5 separate regions of the Mus musculus genome follow, and all the other regions are linked to region 4. A link is a contact called in public Micro-C and promoter capture Hi-C data. All regions are on one chromosome and are shown on one strand. Each heading gives the region's core, a stretch centred on a gene start, on an enhancer-like site or on the middle of the called end of the contact. The rest is flanking DNA. Distances are from core to core; before and after follow the strand shown. Region 1 overlaps Hpse2 (heparanase 2). Region 2 holds the start of Chuk (conserved helix-loop-helix ubiquitous kinase). Region 3 holds the start of Scd2 (stearoyl-Coenzyme A desaturase 2). Region 4 holds the start of Got1 (glutamic-oxaloacetic transaminase 1, soluble). Region 5 holds the start of Erlin1 (ER lipid raft associated 1).

Region 1 (2,700 bases), core at 81-2,580, 730 kb before region 4:
AGGCAAAGTTCACTATTTAATTTAGAATGATCCTGAACAAACAGAAATCTGAGCGTGCCATTCACCTGTCTAAACGTTCACTGGCTTCTAGAACATCATCTGCATTCCCCGAAGCCCGCCCTTTTATCAACACCTCCAGCTCCTTAGAGGCTCATTCTAACTTCCGCCCTTTCTAGTCCCTGTCTACCACTTCCTTCGCCCTGTGCTGCAACTTCTCTGGTTAGTTTTTCTAATCTCAGGGCTCTTCTGTCTTTGCTGTTTCCATTGTCTGGAACTTCCTCCACATGCTGCTGTGTCTTCTTTAAAGACTGATTTTCAATTTTTGCGTGCATGGAGGGGGTGATATTTACACACTAATGCAGCCCCTATGGAGGCCAGAAGAGGGCATTGGAGTCCCCGGAGCCAGGGCTACAGGAGATTGGAAACTACTCAGCGTGCGTGCTGGGAATCAAACTGGGTCCTCTGCAAGAACAGAACCTGTTCTTAACTGCTGAATTCTCTCTCCAGCCCCTGACTCTTTTCTTGATGGTCTTGCTTGTTCTTTATATCATGTACAAGTGCCCCTCGAAAGTGTCCCATAATTCCTTGCACTTCTTGGGCCTGGACTTGGATTGTAAAATTCTGTCTGCTTGTCCTCACCCCTGATAGGAGGGCTGATGACCATCACGTTCTTTATTCTCTTATCTATCCACATCTGATACAGCTTATATTACAAGAAACATTAAAGTCAGAACTACAATTGAGAAGGGGGGACAACAGACCGCAAGTCCAGAAGCTGAATTCTGTCTAGATTTCAGACATTAAACGTGTCGGTCTAGATAGGTTTCCGGTCACTTCCCGTAGGCTTCTAGATTGTAAATAATGCGACTGACAGCAAGAGAGGAGTAGGGTCAGGAGACAGAACAAATAAGAATTTTATGTGTTAATGTGCACAGTTGCTCTCTCCTAGCCCGACGCTAATTTTCGGCCACTAGGGGGCACTCTTGTTCTATACAACAGCGAGGGGAGCGTCAGACTGCAGGGTTGCTCCCAGGAAGCCGAACTAGTCCTCTAGTCCCTGCTGTCCTCACCCCATCTCCCCAAGGCCGGGAGGTGTACCTAGCGCTTAGTGTGTCAAAGAAACAAATCTTAGTATCAATCAAACCCAAACCCAAACTGCACTGTGGCCCCCTTGGCAGGGGCTCCGTCTGGAGTGGGGCCCAATTTTAAGGAAGAGCGCGAAGCAGGGATGCAGTTCCTGGGCGGTGAGAGCTTCCCAGCCGGATTGCCTAGGGGGATCCCGCCGCAGGTGCGGAGTCGCTGGCCCCGGCGCCAGGCTCTCCCGGGTTCTGGGTCCCCCGCCGCCCCCGGCCGCACCTGTTAGTGCAGCTTCCTGAGCTGGGCTGGGAAACTGGTGTGTGCAGCTGCCCTGCCCTCCTCCAGGTCAGGCCCAGGTTAGAGTCGGAGGGGCCCAGCCAGGTTTCAGGACCGTGGGTTTGCGTCCCTTCTGCTCTAGGAGAGGCAGAGGAAAGGAAATTCCTTTCACATGGCCCTGAGTAATGCCGATGCATCGGTGATGGTGGCCAAGGCTTCATGAGTTTTCTTATGATTCTTTTGATTCAGGCAAGGCTCTGGATCCCCTCGGAGCGCTCCTATTTCTCAATGATCTTTTTTTCAATTGCGACCTAACGCTTCCTTCCCTAGGCTCCCTTCCTTTCTTCATCCTCAGTAGTTCGTACTTAGCTGTCTGGCTTTTTCCTCCCACAGCAGTTCAGGAACGGGACTGGCTGGGCTGCTACAGAGAGGAGACCAGAAGAGACAGGAAAGACTGGGAAGAAAACGTCCCGTCCCGTTCCCCTCAATCCTCTGGGGTGAAGCTTTACTGCTTGAAGCTCATCCAACTCTGCATCCTGCCCATGAAGGGCACACCGAGGGTCTGAACGGCTTTGATCTAGCTTTTCCAAATGCCTACTAGCACTGTTTCACGTGGCACAGGGGAAGCTCACAGGTTCAGTGCCAGGGATATAGATGGACTTTTTCTGTATGTAGCAGATTGGGGGGGGCATGATTTGAATGGTGTCCCATCTAAATCTGCACAACCGGATTCCACCATGTGCATCCAATGCCTTAAAATAACTTAGCACACATGGCAGACAAGATGAGCACCCAGCTAAGGAACCTAGATTTTTACTGATATTGCTGACTTCCACCTGGTGAGAGACTCATCTGGGGGGCAGTTTTAAAAGAAAATTTAATCCTGCAACCATCTCAAAGCTCCATGTCATAGGCATATCACACTCAAACCACAGGACACAATTGAAACCAGAAACAGAAACTACAGCGCCATGACTCCACAGCTAACTGTGTCTTATTCTCATTGTAAAGAGCAGTTGCCACAGTCACCAAGTGGTAATTAAGGGGAATTACTCATATCTGCATGGTTCGCTGTGATGTAAAGTTAATTACAACAGACTTAGGCTTTGCCCACCAAGCCAAAAAAGTCACTAGAGCATGCAAATGTGTGGCCAAACACACTGTAATAAACACATTATATAGAAAAACACAAATCGAAGGAAAATCAAATTTAGCCCGGATTTCAACAGTTTCTGTGGTCTAGTGCTAGTGTATCTTTGTGGCCTTTCTCCTCACCCCACAGGCGTCCCATATTCTAGTCCTTTGTGAGATTTGCCACCTCCAGGGCAAAATGAGCCTTGAACTTGT
Region 2 (2,700 bases), core at 34-2,533, 580 kb after region 4:
AACACCATTTTTATCTTACTGCTCCTTTTATAAAAGTCCAAGTAATGAGGGTTGCCATAACTTGACAGTGGAGAGCTATCAGCGGAATTACAGTACCTATCTTGTACTTCCTAACGTCTCTGTTACCATCTGACTCAACTCTCAAGCAGGCCCAGAATGTATGTATATTCTTCTAAATATTTTACAGTCAACAAATCCTATACTACAATGATTGGTGTTCAAGATCTATTCCTTACACCCTTCAGGAAAGCAAAACCCTCACTAATAATGCACTGGCTTGTATTGATATGATTTTTTTTTCCGGAGAAAAGATGCGTTTTACTGACTTTTCAAAAGACCCACAACTCAAACATGATTAACTAGGGCTGAGGCTGTAACCCAACGGTAGACCATTTGCCTAGCATGTGCAAGGTCCTGTGTTCCACCCCGAACATTAACAACAACACGTTAAAGTAAGAAAAGTGACTGTTAGTTTGAAAACCTTTTAAGGACAGGAATAACTGCTGTTGTAACGGTTACATGTTCTTCGATAAATCAAAACAAATTTCCTGAGCCTGATCTTAGCTGTCTTCTGCAGAACAAACCCCTCTATTTTCTTTCCTCCGAAGCAAGGATCGATTTCATCATCTTACCCTCACCCTGGTTTTTACCTGAAACGCTCCAATTCCAAAGTCTGTCAATGTTTCCCAAGGGTCAACTCTGGACACACCCGTAAGGTTTCTCGTCTAGTCCAGTCTCCAGTGGATCACACCGCTCGCTCCCGAGGGAGTGTGAGCAGGCACACGGAGACACACACAACACACATACACAAAACACACAACACGCATCGGCACTCGACTTTGTACAGACTCCTCATCACCACACACAGCTGCAACAGCTGCCTGTCACTCACTGCCCGGGGACCTCCGACACACCTGGACCGCGGCCACCCAGGCTCACAAGCGCAGGATGCTCCATCGCTCGCCCTCGCTCACTGCCCCAGCCCCCAGCCCCGTCCAGGGTCGCGACCACCACTCCTCCCACCTTGACTGACAGCTCGGGTCCCAGGGACGCCCAGACAGAGCCCGCGCCACGGCTCCCGCCCCCCGCCTCACCCGGTGCTGGTACAGACTGACGTTCCCGAAACCGCCGGTGCCAAGCCGTTCCCGCATCTCCCAGGGGCCGCCCGCGCCCGGCCGCAGCCCCGGGGGCCGCTCCATGGGGCGGGAGCGCCAGCCGCCTCAGGCAACGCCGCCGGTCTAAGGCCGGTTCCGGGCCGCCGAGGCTTGCGGAGTCCTCCGTCTCGCGAGACTGCGTCACTTCCGCTAGCTTCCGCATGCAGAGTCCCGCCCCGAGCTCCTGGAATCACCCTGGGATTGGTGCTGCCGGAAACTGGGCACCAGCGGCTTGCCCTGGGCAACTTCCAACCTGCGAGGACCATCGTGCGTGCGGTTCCTATTTATTTTATTTTTGTTTGTATAGATATTTTTTAATTAGTTCTTTGAAGGTTTCATACAACGTGTTTTTATTTAAAATAGATCTCTCTCCAAACTCTAAAATCCACATTGTCCCTACCTCATTCACATTTCATCTTTTTGAGAGCCCTGCCCTCTGCCCCTCGAATCCTACCACACTCGCCGGTCGGCACCGGTTAAGGCCACCATAAGTATTAAAGAAAACTGCGCTAACCGCCCTGTTGATTCATTAGCCTTGTAAATCAGAATCTCTCCATAATCCCAAACCAACCAAGGATGTGACTTATTCCAGAGTGAAAACTCTTCTTCGCGACTTCGTGAGTCTCCCTACCGACCTTACTGTTTATCAGCCTTGTTCTCTCCGACTTGAGTTGGAATTGTTTCTGAGGTGCACCACAGGGCTATAAAGACAAGCCTGGAGGAGCTCTCGGTCCAGAGAGGCATACTTCTGAGTGGTGGGCTGCACAGGGAAAGCCAACCCACCTAGCCATTTGAGTGGGTTATCCACTTCATGGACTCTAGGTGTCCTGTTCTGAGACAGGATCTCAATACAGTCCAGCCTGGACTAGAACGTATTTCTCCGTCTTTCCAAGACTGGGATTACAAGCTTGTACCGGGCTGAAGCTAGCGATGCTAATAACTCAAAAGTGTAAGAGTCAGCATAAAATCAAATTCTCAACGTCAGCATGCAATTCGATGTTGTGGGTCACTAATAGTGAGTGGTATTCGATAAACTGGTTTCTATTATTTTCATATCTTTCATGGAATTGGAATATTAAACTTGAAGGTAATAGAAATGAGGCTCTGAGAGAGCATCTTTAGAGCAGAGGAGACGGTCATGTAACAGGATGAAACCTCATTTGCTGTGTATGGTAGAGCCAGGAGTGACAGGTGGGATGCAGTTTCATAATTTGTACTCGAGGGATGCTGAAAACTCCAGCCAAGATAATTCTGTCTAAATTACTCAAACTGGTTTCTACAGTGAGTTTGCTTTTTAAATATTCTATAATTAAAATGCAACTCAAGGTTTATTGCTATAGCCCTGTTTGACTTGGAACTCATTATGTAGACCAGGCTGGCCTTAAAACTCACTGGTCTGCCTGCAGAATGCTAAGATTAAAGACCTGGCCTTTTAATTTTTTTAACTGTAAAATGGTTCCTGTCAGGCTCCACAATCTTCAGGTTTCCAAGACTGTTTTAGTTTTTTTGTTGTTCAGAAACAAAATGGAGGTCAGGAGATTTTTAT
Region 3 (2,700 bases), core at 3-2,502, 770 kb after region 4:
GCTCACCCCTTCCCCATTGAACACAGAGATGGCCACCTAAGAATCAAAGGCCCATTCTTGGCAGAATCAAACTGCTGGGGCTTTGCTATAGATACCCAGCCCCCAGAACCGTGAGGAGCCAGTATCTGTTGTAAAGGCCTCACAGTCTAAGGGAGTTTGTTTTTAACAGCCAAGGACAAAGGACAAACCCACAGCTAGTAAAAGATCAGACATCACGCAGACAACCCAGGGGGAAGTGACATCTCCAGATAACTTCACACAGTACCTCTGAGCCTCCGCCAGCCATTTGCTGAGGACACCTGGTCTTGTTCAGCATTCTTGGCTATGGTCAGTGAGCCAGGCCTGCAATGGAGGTGTCTGGTCACAAGCCAGAGAGTTGGCAAGCCCCTGAGACCAGAAGGCAAGAGGTCTGGTTTGGTCTCAGGAAATGCCTGGCATCTCTCTTCTTGAGAAGACAAGATGTCTATCAACCCCTTTTCCTAGAGGTGGGAGATACAGTAATGGGGTGACCTGGATACAGAAGGTACTCTGTGAATGCACCGCCTGCATAGGCTACAAGTTCTATCTCTTGAAAGAGTTAACACAGGCCCCAGAGAAGATGGGGCAGCGAGGGAGGTGTGTTAGGTCAGAGCACCCAAGGTTCAAGGGTCATAGGGTCCTCTGAGGAGTGGCTTGAAAGCGTTTCAGCACAGCTAGCTCCTCCCCTTGCCGGCTGAACAGTTTATCCCATCTCCGTATGTCCCTATGTCCCCTTCTTCCTGCTTAGAGTGGAAGAACAGGGCTACCCACTGAGCGGTCACAGAGAACCTTGCAGTAATAATTTAATACCCACTCTCTGTTCCTACTCCACATACATAAGGCTCCCTCGGCTAGATGCTTTTCGGCGGTTTTCAGATAGCAAACTGCAAACTTTCAACAAAAGAGTCTCCTAAAGGTGCCACATGTATTCGCAAGGCGTGAGGTGGGAAGTGGGGGGTGAGGGGTGGGATTGAGATACTGCTGACTGACCTTGGCTGTGCTCTCGGAGTGTGCACAGTGACCATGGTGACCCAGACCAGTGTGAATGGGCAAGCCACAGATCTATGAAAACTTGATTACAGTACCAGAGCTCCGAGTTATTATCTGGTAAGCATCCTGGAGCTGGTGGGCAAGGCTGAGCCATTGTTCCAAAAGGGACTACAGAGGCGCCTGTTGGGGAGGGAGGCCCCTCTCAGCTTTGCTCTCTGTTGGTGGTAGCCATTTCCCCTCCCACGCGCCTCTGGAAATGCAAAGACCGGATGGAGTTGCAAGTGGTCGGCGCTCTAGTGGCTTTCCCACTTTATGTACCTCTCCGCGTCTTCCTGCCCCGGTAGCCAACCCCCACTGCTAGATTGGGTCTTCTCTTCCAGAGAAAGCGCTGAAGCGCCCCCGTGGCAGGGTGGGGGCTGGGTGGAGGACCAGCGGGGGATGGGTGAGAAGCCAGGAGCAGAAAAAGAAGGGAGGAGGGGGGGGCGGAGCTGGAGGCAGAGGGAACAGCAGATTGTGCAGAGCCAATGAGAGCAGCAGGACGAGGTGGTACCAAATTCCCATCGGCCAATGACTAGCCAGAGTTTACGAAGGCCTCATTAGCATCGCCCCCCTCCGCTTGGCTAGGGATGGGACAATGCGGTGTTGGTGTCTGCAGTATTCTGACTCCTGGACACCGGTGGCTGCAAGCTGCGATTTTGGCGTCCTCTCATTTTCTATCCTTATCTCCGCCCGCGGCTGCCCTGGCCAGCCAGTTTTTGATTTTTTATCTGGTCATTGATCAATATAACGAACCTAAGGATATACAGGACATTAATACCCCACTGCCAGCTCTGGCCCAGAGCTTGTACCGCGCAGCGGGCTGCAGAAACTTAGTCATAGCACCCTTTGTCGCTGAGGTCTGAAGCTCGCTGCACGTTCTCATCCCTGGGAACGTGACCCCAGCATCCGACGCCAAGATGCCGGCCCACATACTGCAAGAGGTGAGCTTACACCCCACCCCCCACCCCCTCCTCAGGTTGGCGGTTGCAGATTGGACTTCTAGGTGGGTGGCTGTTGAGGGTTGGAGAGAGTTCAGAGCAGCTGGGAGCATTTAGCCATCATTTCCGAATTGCTCAACCTTGATAGATTGTTTCTGGACCGGGTGATAACCGGATTTTTACTCAGTACAGTTGATTGTCCCAACTTGTGTTTCTTAAAGTAAAACCTGACCTCTTTTCGATATGCGCAGATTTTCCTTTGTGAGTTGCTAAGGGTGCTGCTAATAAAGCGTCCTTTCCTGCCCCTTCATCATAAGGCTTATTCCCGATGGCCTGCACATTTCCGTGTTCCATTGGTGCGCTCTACAGTCATGCAACCTTGGCACTGGGGTATGGCCGTTATTGCATCTCTCCCGCAGTTATATTAGAGGGAAAGTAACCCCTGCTGCCCCCACGCGTCTGCAGTCCCTAATTCTCCACCCCCTCTCATTGCAGATCTCTGGCGCTTACTCAGCCACCACCACAATCACAGCGCCACCTTCTGGGGGACAGCAGAATGGAGGCGAGAAGTTTGAAAAGAGTTCTCACCACTGGGGAGCAGATGTTCGCCCTGAACTAAAAGATGATCTATATGACCCCACCTATCAGGATGATGAGGGGCCCCCGCCCAAGCTGGAGTACGTCTGGAGGAACATCATTCTCATGGCCCTGCTGC
Region 4 (2,700 bases), core at 17-2,516:
GAACCTAGATGAAAGAGAGCGAGCGAGCGAGCGAGCGAGAGAGAGAGAGACAGAGACAGAGAGACAGAGACACTAGGGCTATATTTGCACATCCTCTCTAAGAACCTAGATGAAAGAGAGCCAGCGAGCGAGAGAGAGACAGAGACAGAGAGACAGAGACACTAGGGCTATATTTGCACATCCTCTCTAAGAACCTAGATTCTGAATCCCCTTAACGTCACCCTCTGCTTCAAAACAACTCCATTTCTTCTTTCTAACCTTCTAGCGCTTTCAGTTCCGGTTGGTTCCCTGCTGAGAGCATCAGTCTGCTCACTCTTCTCTCCTCGGCTGGCCTCTGCACGTGGCCAAATGCACACCAAGCTCTGTAGAGCTTCAAACATCCAAACAGTGATGACGAAGTCGCCGGAGGCTCGAGTTAAAGGGCTTTAGAAACTACAACACAAACGACCTTGGCAGAAGGCTAACTTGGTTCAAGGCAAATGATCAAGAAATGAAGACCCAGATGTGTGTGGCCTGAGATGCATGGGCTTCGCCTCATCTGCTCCACTCTGAGAATAAACCAAACCTACATCTTCCCCATGTGGGTTAACAGGCTTCCTAAGTGGCGTCTGCTACTCGCTCAACCCGGACTACAGCTCCATTAGGCTAACAGCTCTTTCATTCCCAGTTCCAGTTGACCACGAGACGCTAAAGCTACCATACTTCTCTCTCCTTACCATCCCCATCGTTGCTTTAGAACAAGTACTATAAAGAACACTGGGTGGAGAAACAAAAACAACATTTGTGTCCCAGATGTTACACCTGTTCTGCGTGACCTTGAACACCCCCTCTTTCCAAGGACTCTGTATCGCCATCTGCAAAATGGGTAGGTTGGTGATGTCCTCGTGGTCCCAACCTTCTCTCCTCGGGCTCCTCTCAGGGAGACACAAACTAAATCTCAGCTCCTCCTACGCCCACCTCCCCCCAGGCTGCTCGCATTCCAAGGCACTGCATCCTTACCTCCCACGCCGAGGTTAACCTTGCGGGGATCTGGATCATCCCGGAAGTCCGCAGTGAGCTTAAAGACCAGAACCGGAGGAGCTTGCGGAACCTGGGCAAAGACTGATGGAGGCGCCATCGCGACAGAATGTGCCGAGACCTCGAGAACGAGCCGGGAGCAGCTCTGTGCGGTGCGGGGTCCGGTGACTGGAGGAGACTCTCACCTTCGCCGGCGGGCGGGGCAGCCCGCGGCTTCCAATGGTCGAGCCGCGTCCGGAGCTTGGCAACGCGCTTAACCAATCACAACCTTCCGACTAAGAAGGGTTAGGCGGGGCAAGCCTCTACTAGCCAATTCGAGAAGAGGATCTTATCGGAGGCTTGTATGATGCAACCAATGCAATGTACACCGGAGGAGGTGTGGGCAGAGGCTAGGATGATTGGCGTAGCGTGTTCCAATCGCTGAGGCTTTTATTCCTTGGGGTGATGAGGATGGTGCGGGTGGCGGGAGTCCCCAGAGGACAACCTCCTGACCTTCTGGGGCCTGGAGACCTGGGGCGGTGGCCCGCCCGTGGGGAAAGCAGAGAACAGGTCTTTCTGTACCCGCTGAGCAGGTGACTGTCGCCGCCAGGCTCCGGCGGTGCGCACGTTCCTGCGTTGGCCAGGCCCGGCTGACAGCCAAGTGTCTGGCACAGGACTCTAGTGGTCCGCTTGGACACACTGTACCCAATCGTGGGTGACCTTGACTGTCTCCACTCAGTGCTTCCCCAGAAAGAAACCTGGATGTGTTGTCTTCCTTGATCGCTGGCAGGGGAGACCCTGCAGAAAGTAAGGGATGAGCACATACTAGCTTGAGAATTTTAACACCAACCCCCAGCCCCGGTAGATAACCGGGGCCGGGAAAGCCTAGCCCTAAAGGACCTTGAAGGATCTAGCGAAGCCTCTCTCTGCAGCATTCCTCCCACGCGTGCTGTCATCATCGATTGGCACACACCCAAACTGCTGCTTCTTTCTGTCAGGTCAGGCTGCTCCTTCCCCTGAGAGTCTATTTCTGTCCAGATCCTTTCTCCACCTGTTGACCTTGAAGATTTCACATCTGTCAGCCATCCATAAAACCTCTTAACACGCTGTTTGGTTAGACATCTCTCTTTCCTGTACTTGGGCGTTTTGTTGTCGACGTTACAAGTTTAGAAAGCCTCCTGATGAGTAGGAACCTAACTCTGGAGCCAGGCAAGTTAGGTTTAGATGCCGGCTGACTCTGACCTACTTGGGCAGGCCTGTTCCTGCTCTGTAAGATGGAGATAATAGTGTTTTCCTCCAGGTTGTTGTGGGGATTAGGTGAGTTAAGACACATAAAGTGTTTAGTTGCATACAGTAAGTGCTCTCTAAATACTAGCTTTGTTATGGCGCAGGGTCCACACCCCCTCCTAGATGGCATGATGCTTTGCCTGGGATCTGGCAAACCTCCCTCCGTTTCTTCCACTACATATTCACCCAATGCTGGAAGGCGCCAATTCCTTGGTATTTTGCGAGAAAACAGCATCATGGCTTCCTTTGGGTAACATGATAAATCTTCACGAGTTTTCGGTTCAGAGGATAAACAAAAGCCATCGAACTTTGAGCACTACTTGCTAAGCTTTTCTGTCTTTTTCTTTCCAGAAACATCGCCTTGTTTTTGTTTTGTTTTGTTTTTTTAAGGAAACTGCCCAAAGCATTTCATTAATG
Region 5 (2,700 bases), core at 56-2,555, 550 kb after region 4:
TATTTCTTATGCTAGAACTCCATCTGTTAAGACATACCACCAAAAGTATGTATTTTCTAGGATTCTGGACTGATCTAAAAGTAGAAATACCAGTTTAGGGGGCATGATGGAAATATTCAAAAATCTGCTTGTTTCAGAATAAACCACTATCCCAAGTTGTCCACAAACTGGCTTCTCTTCCCAGCTTATACCACGAGGACCTGGTGGGAAGTTAGACTTGATTTATGCCAAATCAGGTGGATGGCAACTGAGTCCACACTCTTTTTCACCTTGACTTGAAAAAAAAAAAGTGAGAAAAGTGGCCTGCAAATGTGGTTTTTGTCTCTTGGCCTTTAGGGATATATGACATTGCTCTGGTCATGAAGACTTTGGGGGACATAACCAGACAATGGGAGATTTTTTAATGAAGAAGAAAAAACCCAACTTAGTGTTGGGGAGAACTGTCTTTATGTAAGACAGAGATCCGGAAAAAATCCACAGCGGCAAACTAAACACCTGTGCAGTTGTGCGGACTATGAGAAGTCATCTCGGTTGCAGTGACTACTTCCGTGCCCCCTAAGGTGTCTTCAATTCTGTACAGAACGAACTTGGCACTAAACTGCCCCGACAACGGAAAAGTGCCCCGCCAAAGGTTAACTCCCGGCAGCTGGGATGAAACCACTTCCCAGGCAGGGCTGGAAGCAGCTCCCCTGACGCCGCGGAAAAGAGCAACTTCCCAGACTTCGCTGTGACCCATTGGACCCTTCCACTGTGCTTCTAGAACCATCGCGGGCTGCACAGGGCGGCGCTCACCTGTAGTACACGGCCAAGTGTCCCTCTTCGATCTTGTGGATGGAGGCGTACAGGAGGATCGCCACCAACCCCACCACTGCAGCCACCAGAAGCCGGGCTTGAGTCATATTCATCCTTGTTCCTCCTGAGCATGGGGAGAAGAGGAACCTCAGTCCGTTGAGTGACAGGCCAGTCCCCACCCAGGGAAGAGCCCGCGTACGGTCGCGGGCGGCTGAGGCGGGAAGCCCCGCGCTCCGGCCCCGGGCTCTCTCTCTCTCTCTCTCAGCTAAGCGCTCCCCTCGCCAACCCCCTGCGCGGGTGCCCCCGGCTCGGCGTACGTCGTGACACCTCTTCCCCGACTCCCCAAGCGTTAGGTCCCGACTGAGGGCGGCCTTGATCGCAGGCACTCGGAGGACCGCGACCCCCGAGCCTCGCCTCACCGGTCAGTGACGCATCGCCCCCGCCCGCACGTGCAGCCGCCACCCGGCCCCGCCAACTGCTGCCAACAGCCGGCCCCGCCCACCTGCCCGGTACTGCGGCTGCGCGGGGACGCAGGCGACGCAGCCCCCGCCCGCGACTCGCGAGACGGTGCGCGGGCGGGACAAAATTGGCCCCGGGTGCGCGCACAGTGTAGTGATTCTAAGTGCCCAGACGAGGACCAAGTCTCCTGGGGTGGGTCACTCGGACAGACGCTGGTTGAGGCATGCTAGTGCACAGGACCAGCCCCTCAGTGTAGGAGTTGTTCCTGCATCCTTTTGTGGTTCGTCCCTAGTCCAACTGGCAAGCACATTCTCCAGGTACACACCCTGCACTAGGGAAACTACCAGACCAGTCTCAAGGAATCAGGGGTTCGAGTTCAGAAGAGGAAGCTATTCAACCAGAATTAACCATTCAGACTTGGCCTGAATATTTATTTTGTGCCAGAATGCTACACCAGAGTGCTTTCTGAAAGCCACCCAGAAACAGGATCAGAATGATATATGTATGTTGAATGTGGAGGTCGGGATTGTCTTGTAGGCCAAAATGAGTAGTGAACGCTTGAGTTTTCATGACGGCGATAAGGTTGAAAGGAGTTGTATGGCAAGATAGGCTAGAACCAGATTTACAAAGTCTAGGATCCATTTTTCTGCTGATAGAGAAAATGTATGACAAGAAGACAGTGACTTCATTTATGGCTGTTAGGCCTGCATGCATGTCAGTCACTATCTGTGTGCCTGGTGCCCTCAGCAGTCACAAGAGGGCATTGAATCCCGTGGAACCAGAGTTAAAGGCTGTTGTGAACTGCCACATCGGTGCTGGGAATCGACCTTTTTTTTTTTTCACTGTATTTTAACATTCTATACCACGTGGACCTGGTGAGATAGCTCAGTGGGTAGAGGAGTTTGTGAACTCCTGAGGACTTCATTTTCACCCTAGACCTCACACAGAAGTGAAAAGCAGAGAACTGACTCCACAAGTTGTCCTCTGATCTCCACACATAAAGGTCCATGCCCCACACCACACACCAACACACACAATAATTAATAATCATAAAAGGTTTAGGGAATAAACCCACACCATGTGCATGTATTACAAAACAAAAACTAAAAGGAAAGGGTAGAGTTTAGAGATATAGGGACACATGGGAAATAAGGGCATTCTATTTCACTAAGGGCAGAGACAACTAGAAAAGGTTAACAAGGTTGGAAGGATTACCAAACTCCTGTGCAGGAAAATACCAGAAAGCAGTGCTTTTGGGGCATTGTATCTGTAACTGGCTGAGAGTGAAGACAGACAGGAAACTGGGAAACGGATATACAACAGCAAATACAAGGTTATGTATGATGCTAGTAACAAAGAGAATGACAGGCAAGAGAATCAATTCAGGCCTTTGTAAGAGCAAATCTAGCCACACCCCTTCAATACATGCACTAACCTGTATCGTGCATT

The links. Promoter capture Hi-C pulls out the DNA fragments that hold promoters and counts their contacts. Hi-C and Micro-C count contacts between places; a contact is called where the count stands out from the background.
Region 1: a contact with region 4 is called in a promoter capture Hi-C map of hippocampal neurons, with 8 times the contacts expected there. The contact joins the enhancer-like site here to the promoter of Got1 in region 4. A contact is called at or near these places in 18 of 39 promoter capture datasets (the 3T3-L1 cell line, 3T3-L1-derived adipocytes, the C10 cell line and 12 more), 7 of 484 Hi-C or Micro-C datasets (the 3T3-L1 cell line, B cells, CD4 T cells and 4 more), 12 of 115 datasets of contacts at active chromatin or transcription factors (bone marrow-derived dendritic cells, cardiomyocytes, differentiating embryonic stem cells and 7 more) and 1 of 9 other capture datasets (embryonic stem cells).
Region 2: a promoter capture Hi-C map of pre-B cells shows a contact between it and region 4, with 2.4 times the contacts expected there. The contact joins the promoter of Chuk here to the promoter of Got1 in region 4. A contact is called at or near these places in 5 of 39 promoter capture datasets (3T3-L1-derived adipocytes, cranial neural crest, hippocampal neurons and 2 more), 1 of 484 Hi-C or Micro-C datasets (CD8 T cells) and 1 of 115 datasets of contacts at active chromatin or transcription factors (memory CD8 T cells).
Region 3: a Micro-C map of embryonic stem cells shows a contact between it and region 4, with 4 times the contacts expected there. The contact joins the promoter of Scd2 here to the promoter of Got1 in region 4. A contact is called at or near these places in 2 of 484 Hi-C or Micro-C datasets (CD4 T cells and embryonic stem cells) and 3 of 115 datasets of contacts at active chromatin or transcription factors (memory CD8 T cells, pancreatic cancer cells and thymic regulatory T cells).
Region 5: a contact with region 4 is called in a promoter capture Hi-C map of embryonic stem cells, with 2.6 times the contacts expected there. The contact joins the promoter of Erlin1 here to the promoter of Got1 in region 4. A contact is called at or near these places in 1 of 39 promoter capture datasets (embryonic stem cells) and 1 of 115 datasets of contacts at active chromatin or transcription factors (bone marrow-derived macrophages).

The regions. Positions count from the first base shown.
Region 1 is chr19:42,794,106-42,796,805 of GRCm38.p6, forward strand. The region is part of intron 11 of Hpse2 (heparanase 2); the gene reads right to left. Among named protein-coding and RNA genes, the nearest start is that of Hps1, 15 kb to the left of the region's middle. Within about 2 kb of position 1,331, at least 57 of the 459 cell types and tissues checked have an H3K27ac peak or open chromatin away from gene starts, as enhancers often do. A contact at or near this core is called in the N1E-115 cell line, differentiating embryonic stem cells, embryonic limb bud and 1 more, where this site is marked.
Region 2 is chr19:44,106,194-44,108,893 of GRCm38.p6, forward strand. It overlaps Chuk (conserved helix-loop-helix ubiquitous kinase), which reads right to left and starts at 1,284. Exons shown (of 21, transcript NM_007700.2): 1 at 1,095-1,284. The coding sequence starts at 1,199. Cwf19l1 (CWF19-like 1, cell cycle control (S. pombe)) reads right to left here. Exons shown (of 14, transcript NM_001081077.1): 14 at 2,444-2,700.
Region 3 is chr19:44,292,424-44,295,123 of GRCm38.p6, forward strand. It overlaps Scd2 (stearoyl-Coenzyme A desaturase 2), which reads left to right and starts at 1,253. Exons shown (of 6, transcript NM_009128.2): 1 at 1,253-1,988; 2 at 2,481-2,700. The coding sequence starts at 1,965.
Region 4 is chr19:43,523,339-43,526,038 of GRCm38.p6, forward strand. Got1 (glutamic-oxaloacetic transaminase 1, soluble) reads right to left here and starts at 1,267. Exons shown (of 9, transcript NM_010324.2): 1 at 1,000-1,267. The coding sequence starts at 1,117.
Region 5 is chr19:44,068,480-44,071,179 of GRCm38.p6, forward strand. It overlaps Erlin1 (ER lipid raft associated 1), which reads right to left and starts at 1,306. Exons shown (of 12, transcript NM_001164360.1): 1 at 1,212-1,306; 2 at 793-916. The coding sequence starts at 905.